Regions from separate parts of the Rattus norvegicus genome. Here region 2 is linked to region 1. Evidence: chromatin contacts called from public Hi-C data. All regions are on one chromosome and are shown on one strand. The core of a region is the stretch at or near the end of the contact, and the rest is flanking DNA. Distances in the headings are between cores, read along the strand shown. Region 1 overlaps Myom3 (myomesin 3). Region 2 holds the start of Fuca1 (alpha-L-fucosidase 1).

The links. Hi-C and Micro-C count contacts between places; a contact is called where the count stands out from the background.
Region 2: a Hi-C map of the A7r5 cell line shows a contact between it and region 1, with 3 times the contacts expected there. The contact joins the promoter of Fuca1 here to the enhancer-like site in region 1. A contact is called at or near these places in 2 of 12 Hi-C or Micro-C datasets (the A7r5 cell line and mammary epithelial cells).

What each region holds. Positions count from the first base shown.
Region 1 is chr5:153,308,894-153,315,379 of GRCr8, reverse strand. Myom3 (myomesin 3) reads right to left here. Exons shown (of 37, transcript NM_001107987.2): 21 at 5,714-5,828; 22 at 4,496-4,652; 23 at 3,901-4,010; 24 at 3,432-3,476; 25 at 2,392-2,528; 26 at 756-900; 27 at 526-585; 28 at 45-112. Among named protein-coding and RNA genes, the nearest start is that of Myom3, 36 kb to the right of the region's middle. Within about 2 kb of position 2,614, at least 2 of the 93 cell types and tissues checked have an H3K27ac peak or open chromatin away from gene starts, as enhancers often do.
Region 2 is chr5:153,433,562-153,440,047 of GRCr8, reverse strand. It overlaps Fuca1 (alpha-L-fucosidase 1), which reads right to left and starts at 3,786. Exons shown (of 8, transcript NM_012562.2): 1 at 3,389-3,786; 2 at 1,619-1,753. The coding sequence starts at 3,765. Cnr2 (cannabinoid receptor 2) reads right to left here. Exons shown (of 2, transcript NM_001164142.3): 2 at 4,956-6,486.

The sequences.
Region 1 (6,486 bases), core at 1,365-3,864:
CCTCACTGGACTGATGGCTCATTAGAGGTGAGGTGTAGACTTGCCTTGCACGTCAGAAGCACTTGGCAGTCCTCTGTGACCTTCCAGGTCAAAGGATCCTGGAAATAGGGACCTGCAAGGGGAAAGAGAACAAACTCAGTCATGCGCTTTAAGCTGAACCAGGGCGCCACCTGGTGGCCAGACAGGAAAACCAGCTGGGCCGGAGACCAAGACTGCGGGTGGGGGCAAGGACTGCGGTGGCGGGAGCAAGGGGTCTGGGGGCTCCTTAAAGGAAGGGAACTGTAAGGAGGCACTGGCCGGCCCTCGGGCTTGGAAATTGAAATTTTGTTCTGTAATCAGGGCGAGACTTGACCAGATCATGGTGAGCCTCCCTGGCTGGGTTGGTATTTTTTTTTTTTTCTTTTTTCTTTTTTTTCGGAGCTGGGGACCGAACCCAGGGCCTTGCGCTTGCTAGGCAAGCGCTCTACCACTGAGCTAAATCCCCAACCCCGGGTTGGTATTTTTCAGCACTGATCAATGGCTTACCCTGCTTTCTCTTCCAGTCTCTTCTCTTTGCATCTGCCTTTCTCAGAAGCTTGTCAAAATCTGTGAATACACCGGGAGGAAATGGCATGAGTGGAGAGAGCGAAGGGAACTGGGGTGGACAGAAGACCAGGGACGTGTTTAGAGCCGAGAGCCTCTCGGGAGGGTACATGGTTAGGATGGGTTCAAGTTGGTGGGGAGGGCGCTTCCGGGAGGAGCGGGACCAGGCTGACCGTCATCCACCAGGGCGAGGGTGATCTGGTTCTTGGCTTTTCCATCTTGGAGCTGGGCGGTGTAGGACCCCTTGTCATCTTCGGAAAGTTGCTGAATGATGACCTCCACCAAGCCCTTCTCTCGGTCAAAGTTGATCTTGCGGTTCTGGCGGAACAAATCCCCAAGTCCTTTTTAGGCATTTCCTGTCCTGGGAGCTCTGCTGGGAGCACACCTCTGGGTCTGATCAAGATTGGGGTGCTATGTACAGGGATCGGGGTAGCTTTTTTCTGCTTGAATAAACTGGGAGTCCCCAGCATACCATGCCTGAATTAATTATAATTTAATAGTAAGCTTTGTAGCTGTACCGTGCCTCTGTTGCTTATTATCAACTTCTTTTACAATTTAAATTTAAAATTATTACATTTTAATATTCTCTCTCTCTCTCTCTCTCTCTCTCTCTCCCTCTCCCTCTCTCTCTCTCTCTCTCTCTCTCTCTCCCTCTCCCTCTCTCTCTCTCTCTCTCTCTCTCTCTCTCTCTCTCTCTCTCTCTCTCTCTCTCTGTTGGGGGTGGAGTGCATAGGCCACAGCACATATGTTGAGTTCAGAGAACTATTTGCAGAAGTCAGTTCTGTGTTCTCTTTCTTCTATGTGGACCCTGCATTCCCCAGCATGATATTTCCTCTGACCAAAACCATCATCCCTTTCTCTGGAATATATATTTCCCCCCTCTCTCCCTCCCTTCCCTCCCTCTCTCCCTCTCTTCCTCTCTCCCCCTTCTCCTTCCCCTCCCTCTCCCTCCTTCCCTCTTCCCCCTCCTTCCCTCCATTTTCCTTCCTTCTCTGGTTCTAACTCAGGGTCTTGCCCACACTAGGCATGAGCTCTAGTTCTGAGTTGCTCGCCAGCCCTAATCTATGAATTCGGATGACTGCTTTACCCTCCTGGAGATGAAATTCGCAAATGATGTGACACTGCCGTTAAGACTGGAATCGGTTGGTTTTCATATAAAAACAATTGAATAATAGCCGGTTCCTCACAAACCTATTTACCATTCTTACAGCTTTAGAATGGAAACAGTGTAACATTTTGTGCAAATATCATTTAAAATAAAACCCGTGTATGTTGGCTGTGTGTGTTAGCTTGTAGATTCTTGGATACAATTAGGTACCACTGACATTCTTGGATACAATTCGCTTCCGATTTGTAAGGAGAGGGGAGAAAAGCAAAGGACTGGAACAGGAAAAGGAAAGACCACCATAAAGTGGCAGGGAGTAGAAAACCTGTTCCCCGAGTGTCTGTTGGGCCTGTAAGAAAGTGCTTTAATATTTACGTCTAAAGCGGAGGTTTAGGGCTTGGAAAACTGTCAGCCCCAGGTAGGCTTTCTCACCTTAGGAATGCTGAGAAGGACATTTGAAAATGGCAGCGGGCGTGCAAATGTCCCTGCCCTGGTTAATAACAACCCCCACCCCCACCCTACCCCACTCCACTCCACCCCACCCGTACTGAAAGCCAGGCGACCTGGCCTGGACGCCCCACTGCAGGGACAGCCAAAGAGGCAGCTATTACCAAAATGACAGCTGGCCCCAGACCCCACTTCTTAGGAGAGGCCGCCTTGTTTGGGGCAGGGGAGCCTCCCCAGGGACTGTGGGCACCATTTACCGGGGAGCTGAAGATCTCCTTCTCATTGAAGATGAGGTGCAACTCCGCAGCTGGCGACAGTTTCTCCACCTCCAGCCACAGCCGCACCTCACCTTGCTCGAGGATGTCCACGTTCCAGCCAGAGATCAGCTTGATGACTGGGAGACACAGGACGGGTGTGGGTGGGAGCCCTCTCCTCTTCCGACTCCCCCCAGGACCCGCCCAGCTCCTCTCTGTCCGACCACGCCCACTCGGCCTCTAAGCCCCGCCCCTCCCCACCCAGCTCTGCTTTGGCAGTGAATGTGCAGAGTTTGAAGGAGCTGTGGGCCTGGCTGGAGCCTAGAAGCTCTCCGTAAACCGAACTGATTTCAGAAACGCATTTCCTCTTCAATGGACCTTAAACACTGGAGTCTGGCTTCACCCTGCCCGTTCTAACTTGGCTGGAGCCTGGCCTGGGTGTGGGATTTGGAAAAGTTCTCAATGTGATTCCAATACGTGATCAAGTGTTTGGCTGGGCTTAAGGATTCCACCGTCCAGGGAGAGACAAGGCAGGGAAGCAGAGGTTTGGATGATCTAACATCCAGTCGTCTCAAGAGCTGTTAGGGATGGTGATGATGGTGATGGTGGTGATGATGATGGTGGTGGTGCTGATGGTGGTGATGGTGGTGATGATGATGGTGGTGGTGCTGATGGTGGTGATGGTGATGGTGATGATGATGATGATGGAGATGATGATGATGGAGATGATGCTGAGGGAGATGATAACGATTGTGACGGTGGTGGTGCTGATGGTGATTATGATAGTGGTGGTGACAGGGATGGTGATGGTGACAGTGATATGGGTGGTGATGATAGTGATGATGATGATGGTGGTGGAGATGATGGTGAGGCTCGTGATGATAAGAACCGACTTGCTTCCCTCCTTTGCACCTCCCTGCCTCCTTTGCCTCTGGTCTCTGGTTTTCCAGTGTGTGGCTCCCTTTTCCCGTGCTCTCACACTATATCCTTGTTCCCTGCCCGGCTCAACTCTGCTTAGGAAGCAGGCTCGCCTCGGTGTTTACCTGGGTTTCTGATCTCGTGACTCAGCTTCTTCAGCTTGTTCAGTTCTGGGGCAGGGAGGGGCACAGAAGAAAACAGATGCAACGTTAGGTCACAGGGTTCGAGTACAGCCAGCCCAGGGCCTCCATGCTGAGACGTTCCGAGAGAGAGCTCCACGTTGCCATCAGCTAGGGGCCACATGCTCCACAGAGACTGCTGGTAAGCACCGTGGGCTTTGCTCCTGGAGCACTATGGGAGATGCCGCAGCTAGTCTCGGTCACCCCAAGGTTGCATATCCTCCTTGTCCCCTCAGAGGAGCGTCTCTACACACCAGGCTCTGCAGGAGCGACCACATCAGTGCTCAGTGGGTGGGCTGAGCCTCAGTGTCTGCTTGGCTTCTATGAGCACGGGTGCTTGGGCTCTGGGTCAGGATGTGCTTCCCTGGGGAGGTGTCAGGGCGTGAGGACAATACCTTCCTCTGAAGGCCATTACCTTCCTCTGTCAGTGTGTGGCTAGCAGAGGTGTCTTCGTCAGCATCGGTGACCACCACTGAGTAGACGCCCAGGTCCTGAAGGTCTGGTTCTTTCAGAATGACCTTGGACCTGGCAGAGAGAGACAAAGCTGACCTCTGAGATGGGGCTTTGGCCTTGAAAACACAGGACTCCCTCACAGCCTGTGGAAGAGGTTGTGGGAAGAGGGGGAAAGAGACAAGCCAGTAAGGAAAGTTGAGGGGAGGAGCTGGAGAATCTTTCGTGACTTGAGCTCCTTCCCAGGTCCTGGCCAAGCTGGACCCTTGCAGTCCCTTGAGGTCCCCTCTAGATTGGCAGTGTGGCACACACGTTATAACCAACCAGCCAGCGACTCTGTCTGCTTCAGGAATTAAGGCGGTGGCACTCATGACTGCTTATCACAAGAGAACCCCAAAGAAGGCCTCCATTTCTGCCCCTAAGGCATCTCCCTGCTTCTCTCTGAGCTGGCCAGGCAGCCCTGGACAACCTGTGTGTCTCCCTACCAGGTCTACCACCCTTGGGTGCTCTCTCCCCTCCACCCCCGTCACTCCATCCTCCCTCAGCCCCGCCCCACTCACTTGTTAATTTCATCCTTAACCTCCACCCTCTGTGGGTCTGGCGGGCCTTTGTAATCCTTGGACCATTGAAACTCAGGGAAGTCAGGGGCTTCGGGGGCTTCGAAAGCCAGGTAGATCTGGCCCTCTTCGTCCACACCAACTTCAATCTCATGGGCATCTGGGGTGAGATTCAGGAAGGGACACGGGGATTTTTGTGACCTCGAAAGCCTTTCATGATCCCCAACTCAAATGTCACCTCTTCCAAGAAGTCCTTCTTGCTGGCTTCCCCCCCCCATTTCTATTTTCCTTCCTCTTCCTCCTTTTTCTCCCTGCCCCTCTCAGTTCTTCTCTTTGACATACAATTTTGCTACATTAGCCCAGGCTGGCCTTGAATTCACTATGTAGTCCAGGGTAGCCACGATTCTACAACCTTGACCTCTGGAGCCCTAGCTAGGGTTACAGGTGTGTGTCACCACAACTGGCTCCTGTCTTTAAACATTCCTTTTCTCTTCTTTCTTCTCATCCCTACAGTTTGTGACAAGACCCAGAGCTAGTCAAGCCTTCTACCACTGAGGGGTATCCCTGCCTTACTCCTGGCTATCCTAAGACTTCCTGACTACTTTGCCATCTGTCTTTACTGTCCGTCCACCCTGTGTCCCCGTCTCCCCCCTCACAACAGCAGAGCTCTGCTTCCTCATCCGCAGCCGTGTCCCCGAGAAGTTGTTGATGGAGCACTTAATAGACGAGTGCTTTGTGGTCACCAGTGTGGGTGAGTCTGCCGGCTGCTGCCTGTGGGCCTTGTGGTTTAAATGTTTTGCACTAGAAGTGGGTACTACTGTGCGAGGGACCTAGGAGCGACTCTGGGCTGCTTAGCAGGAGAGACCACAGGTCCTGAGAGCCCAGTAGAGGCAGAGGACATGGAGCAACTGAGGTGGAGTTGGCTATCAGTTGAAGGATTTGTGTAAGTTCACACATACGGCTTAGAGGTCAGGGAAGATTCCCTCACAGCCTGTGGAAGACACAGGTGGGGAGGGGGAGGGGGAGAGGAATGGGAGGGAGAGGGGCACAAGCCATCAGGCAAAGTTGAGATGGCAGTGGGTGGGTAGAGTGGTGGGTGGGACAGAGCCCACTGGATCCAGGCCTCCTGCTGTACCCCCAGGCTTCCCCATCTTCCCCCTAAGTTCCTCCTCCTGCTCCCAGTCTCCTGCAGTGCAGCCTGGTCCTCCCTGGTCATCCTACCTGGCTTGTCCTCCAGGAGCACGGGGTCAGTGGGCACCGATGGTTGTCCCAGGCCGGCTGAGTTCATGGCCTGGACCCTGAACATATACTGCTTTCCTGGTTGCAAGTCAGACACCTGGGGAGGAGAGCAAAGTCTGAGGGCAGGAAAGCTGTGCCCTCGCGGACACTGGCGGACCTGTTGGGACCCCTCGTGGGCTGGGGCAGGCCAGGAACCTGCTCTTTTCCTGGGCCCAGGGCAGGTTTGCGATTCTTTGGAGATAAGGCCTCTCTATGCTGCCCAGGCTGGCCTGGGACCCATCATTCCCTTGCCTTGCCCTCTGGTCTGCTGCGGCTAAAGGCTTATATCATTCTTGGCTTCCAAGTTCCAATATTTTGTCTTGTTTTGTTTAAAGACAAGGTCTCTTGCAACTCAGGCTGACTTTGAAGTTTCTATGCATCTGTGGCTGGCCTGGAACTCCTGATTCTCTTGGCTCTGCTTCCCACGAACAGGGATTACAGGTGTGTACCACTGTGCCTACTGATCAGTTCTGGTGTTCTTTCTTTTCTTTTTCTTTCTTTCCTTCATCCCTCCCTCCCTCCCTCCCTCCCTCCCTTCCTTCCTTCTTTCCTTCCTTTCTTCTTTTCCTTTTGTTCAAGACAGGCTGTCCCTGTGTAGCCCTGGCTGTCCTGGAACTCTGTAGACCAGGCCGGCCTCGAACTCTAAGATCCACTCCCCTCTGCCTCTCTGGTGGCGGGATTAAAGGCATGCACCACCACTGCCCAGTGGTTCCAAT
Region 2 (6,486 bases), core at 2,537-5,036, 120 kb before region 1:
TGAAAAAATTACACAGCAAGAAAGAACTGAGGTGGCGGGGGTGGGGGAGGCTGTCATTTCAGTATGTGACTCGGGGACTAACCACTGACAGAGAAGGTACCAATGTGTCCTGCTAAGGGTTGGTGTGTGGCCACAGATCTGGAAGCCTAGCACCTGGAAGGCAGAGGCAGGAGGATTGCATCAAGTTAGAAGGTAGGGTGCAGCACGTTTCAAGCTCTTCGAGGATACAGTGCAAGGTTCTGTCTCAGAAGACCAAACCAAACAAAAAGAGCTACTTCCAAAGTCCAGGTGTGATCCACCCCTAAGTCACATGAGCAGTTGTCACAGGGTTAGTGGCCAAGTGCAGCATGGGCACAGAACAGAGCAAGTAGCAGGAGTCAGCAAAAGCATTCTTAGAGGTCCAGGTAGTCCCCTGGGCTTTGCCAGCCCTGCGGTCTCTGTCTCAGCTCCCAGCTTGTTCCGGGAGACAGTCCTGGCCAGTCTGTCTGCTAGGCATAGCTGTGTCTAATCAAACTCCATTTATAGAAACAGGCAGAGCAGAAAGGAATCTACTTTCTTAAAGGCAGACATAGCCAGTAGGGCTCAAAACCTGAATACGCACTGGGGGTGGGGACAGGGCTTGGTGTGTACTGTCTGCACCTAGGCTCACATATGTTCTGAAGGATGCTGGCGGAAGTGGGACACCTCAAGGACATCCTCTGGTTCCTGCTGCTCCCTGGTCATTTGTCACGTGAATGAACGACCTCTACCACAGTGTGTGGGCCACATGTATGCAGCTGCACCACTATGGTGGTCTGAAAAATCAACCTTTCCTGCCTGAAGCCGCTTTTAACAGGTATGGTGGTCGCTGACACAGAAGCACCTAATACACTCAGTGGATGAGCAACTGCTTAATATACACGAGGTAGGGTCCTGTGACCCTCAGTCCCAAAACCCAAAGCCACCCCCCCCGCCTCTGCCACACCCAATTAATAATAGAAACCAATAGAGAAGCTGATTTCTATTATTATTGTTTAGCTTTTTAAGATACAGTCTTATTTAGCCCAGGCTAGCCTCAAACTCACTCTACACCTAAGGCCAGCCTTGAACTACTGACCCTCCTGCCTGGCTACTTTATCTGGCTTGGGTTACTTTGCCTCCCAAGTAAGTAACATCAGCCTGGCTAGTTACTCCCTATTAAGTGACGAACACTGAGGTGTGTGGAGGAGAATCAGTTGTGTGTTGCCTTCTTTAGTGTCCAGTCAGCCATTATCAGAGCTTGCCCTGAGGCATGAACAGCTCAGTGTTGGATGCTGGCAGCTATGGAGGAAAAAGGTGGGTCCCAATCTCCCTGGCTTCCATCACATACTGGAGAAGGCTCTGTATTACACGTTTTCCCATGGAAATCCTTTGAAGGCTACGACTAGACCATCACAGTCTATGATGGGTGTCCTCCACCCCACTGTGAACTTTCTCTGTATCACCTTTGGTTCTGTGAAAAACCACCAAATCTAAGTCTGGGAGCCCATCTGCTTGTTGGCTAAATGACCTCGGCAGACAAACAGGAGGATAGAGGGTGGATCTCTGGAGGGCTGGGTGGGAAAGATGGTGGAGTAGCTGGCTGTCCACAGACACGTACCTCTTCCGCACAGCTGCTCCCAACTCACCGACCAAATCACGGTGGGGCCCCACGTCCTTCGAGTTCCAGTTCCAAGACACGGCGCTTGGCCAGTTTGTGAAGCCTTCGTGATGCTTTGCGGTCAGGACGACATACCTGCAGGCATCAAAACCAAAGGAGAACAAAGGAATCGGGCAATGTCCACAGCTGTGACCTTGCCTGGCATGCCTGAGAATTTTTTTTCTCTTTTTTTTCCGGAGCTGGGGACCGAACCCAGGGCCTTGCGCTCGCTAGGCAAGCGCTCTACTGCTGAGCTAAATCCCCAACCCCCTGAGAATTTAACATGTTGGGCAGGTCTTGATGAAAGGATACGTCCTGGGATGAGTCACTATGACAACCATGATGCTTTTACAGTGATAATATCCCCAAGCAGGTATGACTCAAGAACGGATGGAGGTACTGGAGGCCGAGAGAGGGGAAGCTGGCGAGAGAAAAGCTGTGCTACTTAGCTCTTAGGTTCAAGCCTTCTGGGAACAACTGAGGAATCTGTTTCAAACCTCTGCCCCGTTCTATTGGCAAGAACAAAGGGTAGTCACAGCAACTGTTTGTCTTTGTAAACAATGTCTCGAAATTGTCTTTCATTTAAGGCGACAAAGACTCAAATACCTGGGACTGAAAAGACCAGTGCTGAGATAGTCAATTCATCCGATGTATTATTTACTTTTATAGAAAAAGAAAGATAACACGTGTATGAGATTTCACCACTAGCTGGTGCAGGGGCCCCTGGACTTCAGAATTATACAGTATCCTAGGCTCATACAAACGGTCCTTCCTGCAGTACATCTCTTTCCTCTTTTAAACAGTCCTTTTGAAATATAAAAACCCTTCCCACTCAACAAGCAAATAACCACTCCCTCTGGGTATGGCTTGCAGACCCTGGGTGCAGTGGTCAAGAGCTTTCATTTCCAGATCATAGATCTGCAGTCTAGGACACCAGGCTTCTTCCTCCCTCTGGGTTGGTCACCTAGTCCATAAAACAGGAAGTCTGGAGAGGGGCTGGGCTAGAAGACAGATTCCTATTCCCTTGGGCCTTTTACTCCCACACTGTAATGGCCAAAATACTAAGTGCCAGCTATACACAGCCTTTCCCTTCAGTGTGAGAAAACCCAAGGTCAGAGGAATCAGAAAGCAGGAGTTTGCCGGAATCACTGAGAAAGTAGAGGACTCCACTAAGCCAGGAGCGGGAGGCTGCCCTCCCAGTGGCCAAATCCTCTGTCAGCCAAAATTCTCTCTGGCTTAGAGGGATCTCACAATGCACTTCCTCTGGAGGGCTCTGGCCAAACAACCCCTTCCTCCTCTGAGTTCTACCACAAGGAAGTGAGAAGCGAGGGGACCCCAACAGAGTACAACCCTAAACTCCCATCCTTCTCATTGTAGAGGCACAAGGAAGTCAGGCGGCTTCTTTTTATAACCTTTCACGGACGCTGTACGTAGCCTAAGGGGACTGGCTCAGATCAACAACTCAGGGCCACTGACGGGAATCTGGGCTGTGTTCTGGACCTTTCAAAGGAGACGCCGAGTGTAGCCTGGCTCTATTCTCTCCGCACAGGTGTACTGCCCAGTGCTTTCCCGCCTTATTTATTTATTTTTTTTAACTGATCCCAAGCTGGATCCTCTTCTTTAGCATCGGTGCTCCTTTCTCCAGGATGCAGAAGGTCCGGGGCCTTTCGAGGTCAGGCAGCACCGGCCGTGGGCCTGCCTGGTCCCGCCTCGCGCCCGTCCCGCACTCACTTGGCCCCGGCAGCCTGGAAGAGGTCTGCCCACTCCTCCGGATGGAAGAAGCGCGCTGTAAACTGCGGTGCAAAGTCGGCGTAGCTGAAGCCGGGCGGGTAGTTTTCTTTCATGAAGCGCACGTACGCCGACGACTGCTCGCCCTGCCAGTGCCACCAGAACCACTCGCTGCCCCAGGCGGGCACCGAGTACACCCCCCAATGCACGAACAACCCGAACTTGGCCTCGTCGAACCATCTCGGCAGTGGTCGCGAGTCCAAGCTCGGCCAGTCCGGAGTGTAGTGGTGCGGAGCCAAGCCCCCTGCCTGGGCCGAAGCTGCCAGTAGCAGCAGAAGCCCGAAGCCCACCGCCCACCACTCACTTTTCAGCTCCCACATCCCTGCTTCCGGGACCGAACCGCCCCCCTCTTAATGCGCAGGCACCGGAGAGTAGCCCCGCCTCTCAGAGTAACGATTGGCTTGGAAGGGGAGAGGGGCGGGGTCAGTATGGCGGTCCAGAAGGCCGTCTGAGGCGCCGGCTCTGGAGCGCCCTCTGGCATTGAAAGGGAGAAAGACCTAAGGAGGCGTTGGCTGGCTCTGATCTATTGAATTTAAATTCCGTAGACTCCTTTAAGGATTTAATTGCCGGGTTCCCGCAAGTGGGAAAAAAACCAGGGTGTGGGGAAAACAGGGAGAAGTCCACGTTGTTGCACCAATTCTCAGGGGAAGGCTGAAACCAGGTCGTTTTAGTGACTTGGTTTCTCTGTACTATACATCCAGCCGGCAGGTGGAGCTTAGCAGATTGGACTGTGGTGTAGAGATTTAGAAATAAAGATGTAAAAACAAGATAAAAGGAGCTTTATGCCGAGGGAGAGAAATGGCTGCTGAAAGACTCAGGGCAGACATGGTTATCTTTTGTCCGTTGAACTTAACTTAGAGAACTCCGAGGAACTTAAACATTTTAATTTAACTTAAAATTGTAACTCAAATTTATTTTGAGATACGGGGGTGGGGGTTTCAAGTGTCTCAGGCTGGCTTGGAACTTACAGCTACAGTGATTTTGCATTCCTGACCCTCCTGCTTCTATCTCAAGATGCTGGGATTATGGTTGGGGGTAGCATTGCCATTCTGGTTTTATGTAGTACTGACCTTTGAAGCAAGAGATTTGCAGACTGCAAACGAAGCAGTCTATTGATTGAGCTACACCCCCAAAACCTTGAGGTTCTCTCAGAGAGCTTAGCATCTAACTGAAGAAAACCTGACTTAGGAGCGGGGTAGTTTGGGAGTAGAGCCCTTGCTTAGTATACCAGACAGGCTGAGGTTTAATCTGGTACCACTAAGCACACTTGCCTAGCCCACCCACATACAGGGGACCACTGAGGCATGTATGACCAGAATATTGAGAGCCAAGAGACACTCCTTCCCTTGGAAAAAAAATCTATAAAACTTATTTGGCCAGTCACCTAATTCCTCTACAGTTAGCACACACCCAATGGTATATGTGTGTGCCCAGAGCTGCAGGAAGTGTGCGGGTCACATGGTCCATATGATGCAACCGTCTCCATGGTCGCAGAGATGACCACAGCATGTTAGAGCAATACCAGGTTTTAATGAATGCCCCTTGAAGGCATCTTCTTTCCTACCATTCCCGATGTACCAAGGAGGAAACCAAAGCAAGGCAAAGGGCAGGGGTTGCCCAAGATCACACAAGCAAGTGAGGGCCAAAGGTGGTGCCGGAATTCACAGCTGCGGAAACCGTATCTCCACCTTCTCTGTCTGGCACCTTGGAGAAATCTGTTGAAGTTGACAGAACCAAGCACTTCCTCCTTTGGGGAGTAACAAGGAAACACAATGTATTTTCTGTTTCTTCCTTCCCAAGTGTATGTTGAAATACGGTCTAAAACACAAAGCCCAGACGAATCAACTTCTTCCCCGAGTCCTCCCACATAGCGATTAGAGTAGAATTTGCAGCAGCTTTTGATGCACAGAACTTGTCTTGGGAAGAATAAAATGAGACACTGTGACCTTCACTTGACCTTAACAGAGAAAACAAAATGTCCTCCTGCAGAGGCATGTGAGAGGGTTTATAGCAGAGTGGACTGCCCTGCTTTATTAGGGAGGCTGATTGGTCTTCTCACTGAACACCACCATGTTAGTTCCTCTGGGCAATGGGGACGGACGTCTTGTCTGTTGGCTGAATCTGCTAAAAGCAAAAGTAGAAAGTGTTTGAGGGTTTTCCTTTCACCGTGTCTTCGGTCCCCAGTGCTACCTACCCCTACCACCAGCAGCGCCTTGAACCTCCGTCTGTTGGGAATGCAACCTTTGCTGAAGGTAAAATGCAGGTACCCAGAGACAGCATGGGGCTGTGGATCGAGGATGTCCGCAGCAGGCAGTCTCCTCCCAACTCCTGCTTATCCTTCAGGACCAGAGTCTGGAAGAGGCAAGGGAAGCTGAGTTGAGCATCACTAGGAACAATCTAGAACCCAAAGACTCTTTGTGAATACCTTGATTTTTACTGAAGCTAGGCTGGACTGGGATAGTGCTATGGGAGACACAGCAGAAGGTCACAAGGTCCATACAGTTCTCTGAGGACTCTGTACCTCAAGTGAACCTGGCTTCCCGTGGGTCCCCAAGGACCTAAAGTCATAATGATTTTCAAGGCTTATCGGGCTATCAGGAGGGTCCTGTTCCAACAACAAGATACCCTGAGCTGACAGCACATGGCTCTGTCTGAAGGGAGAGAGTGAACCTCCTTGGTCCTCAGCACATCATAATTCTTGATCCTCAAGAGGCAAGGGTGGCCTGAAGGTCACATCGCTCTACAGCCACAGAGTTCCAATCAGTGAAGCAGGAACCAGAAATAGCTGGTCTTGCTATCCATCTTCAGCAGGGCGGCCTAGAACCCACACTGTGGAAGATATGGACATCTGTGAAGTTGTGGGCAGAGGCCTCACAGCCGGGGTAGCCTAGATTCCAGGAGAACAGGTCCCTTGTCTTCACAGATCCCCTGAGTCCTTCATTATCGTCCCTGGAGGCCCCTCTGGCCTCTAGGTCTCTGGAGTCAGGAGGGTTTCCCGATTTGATGTGAACAGAGCCCGCCATTTTTACAGGCCCCTCTCC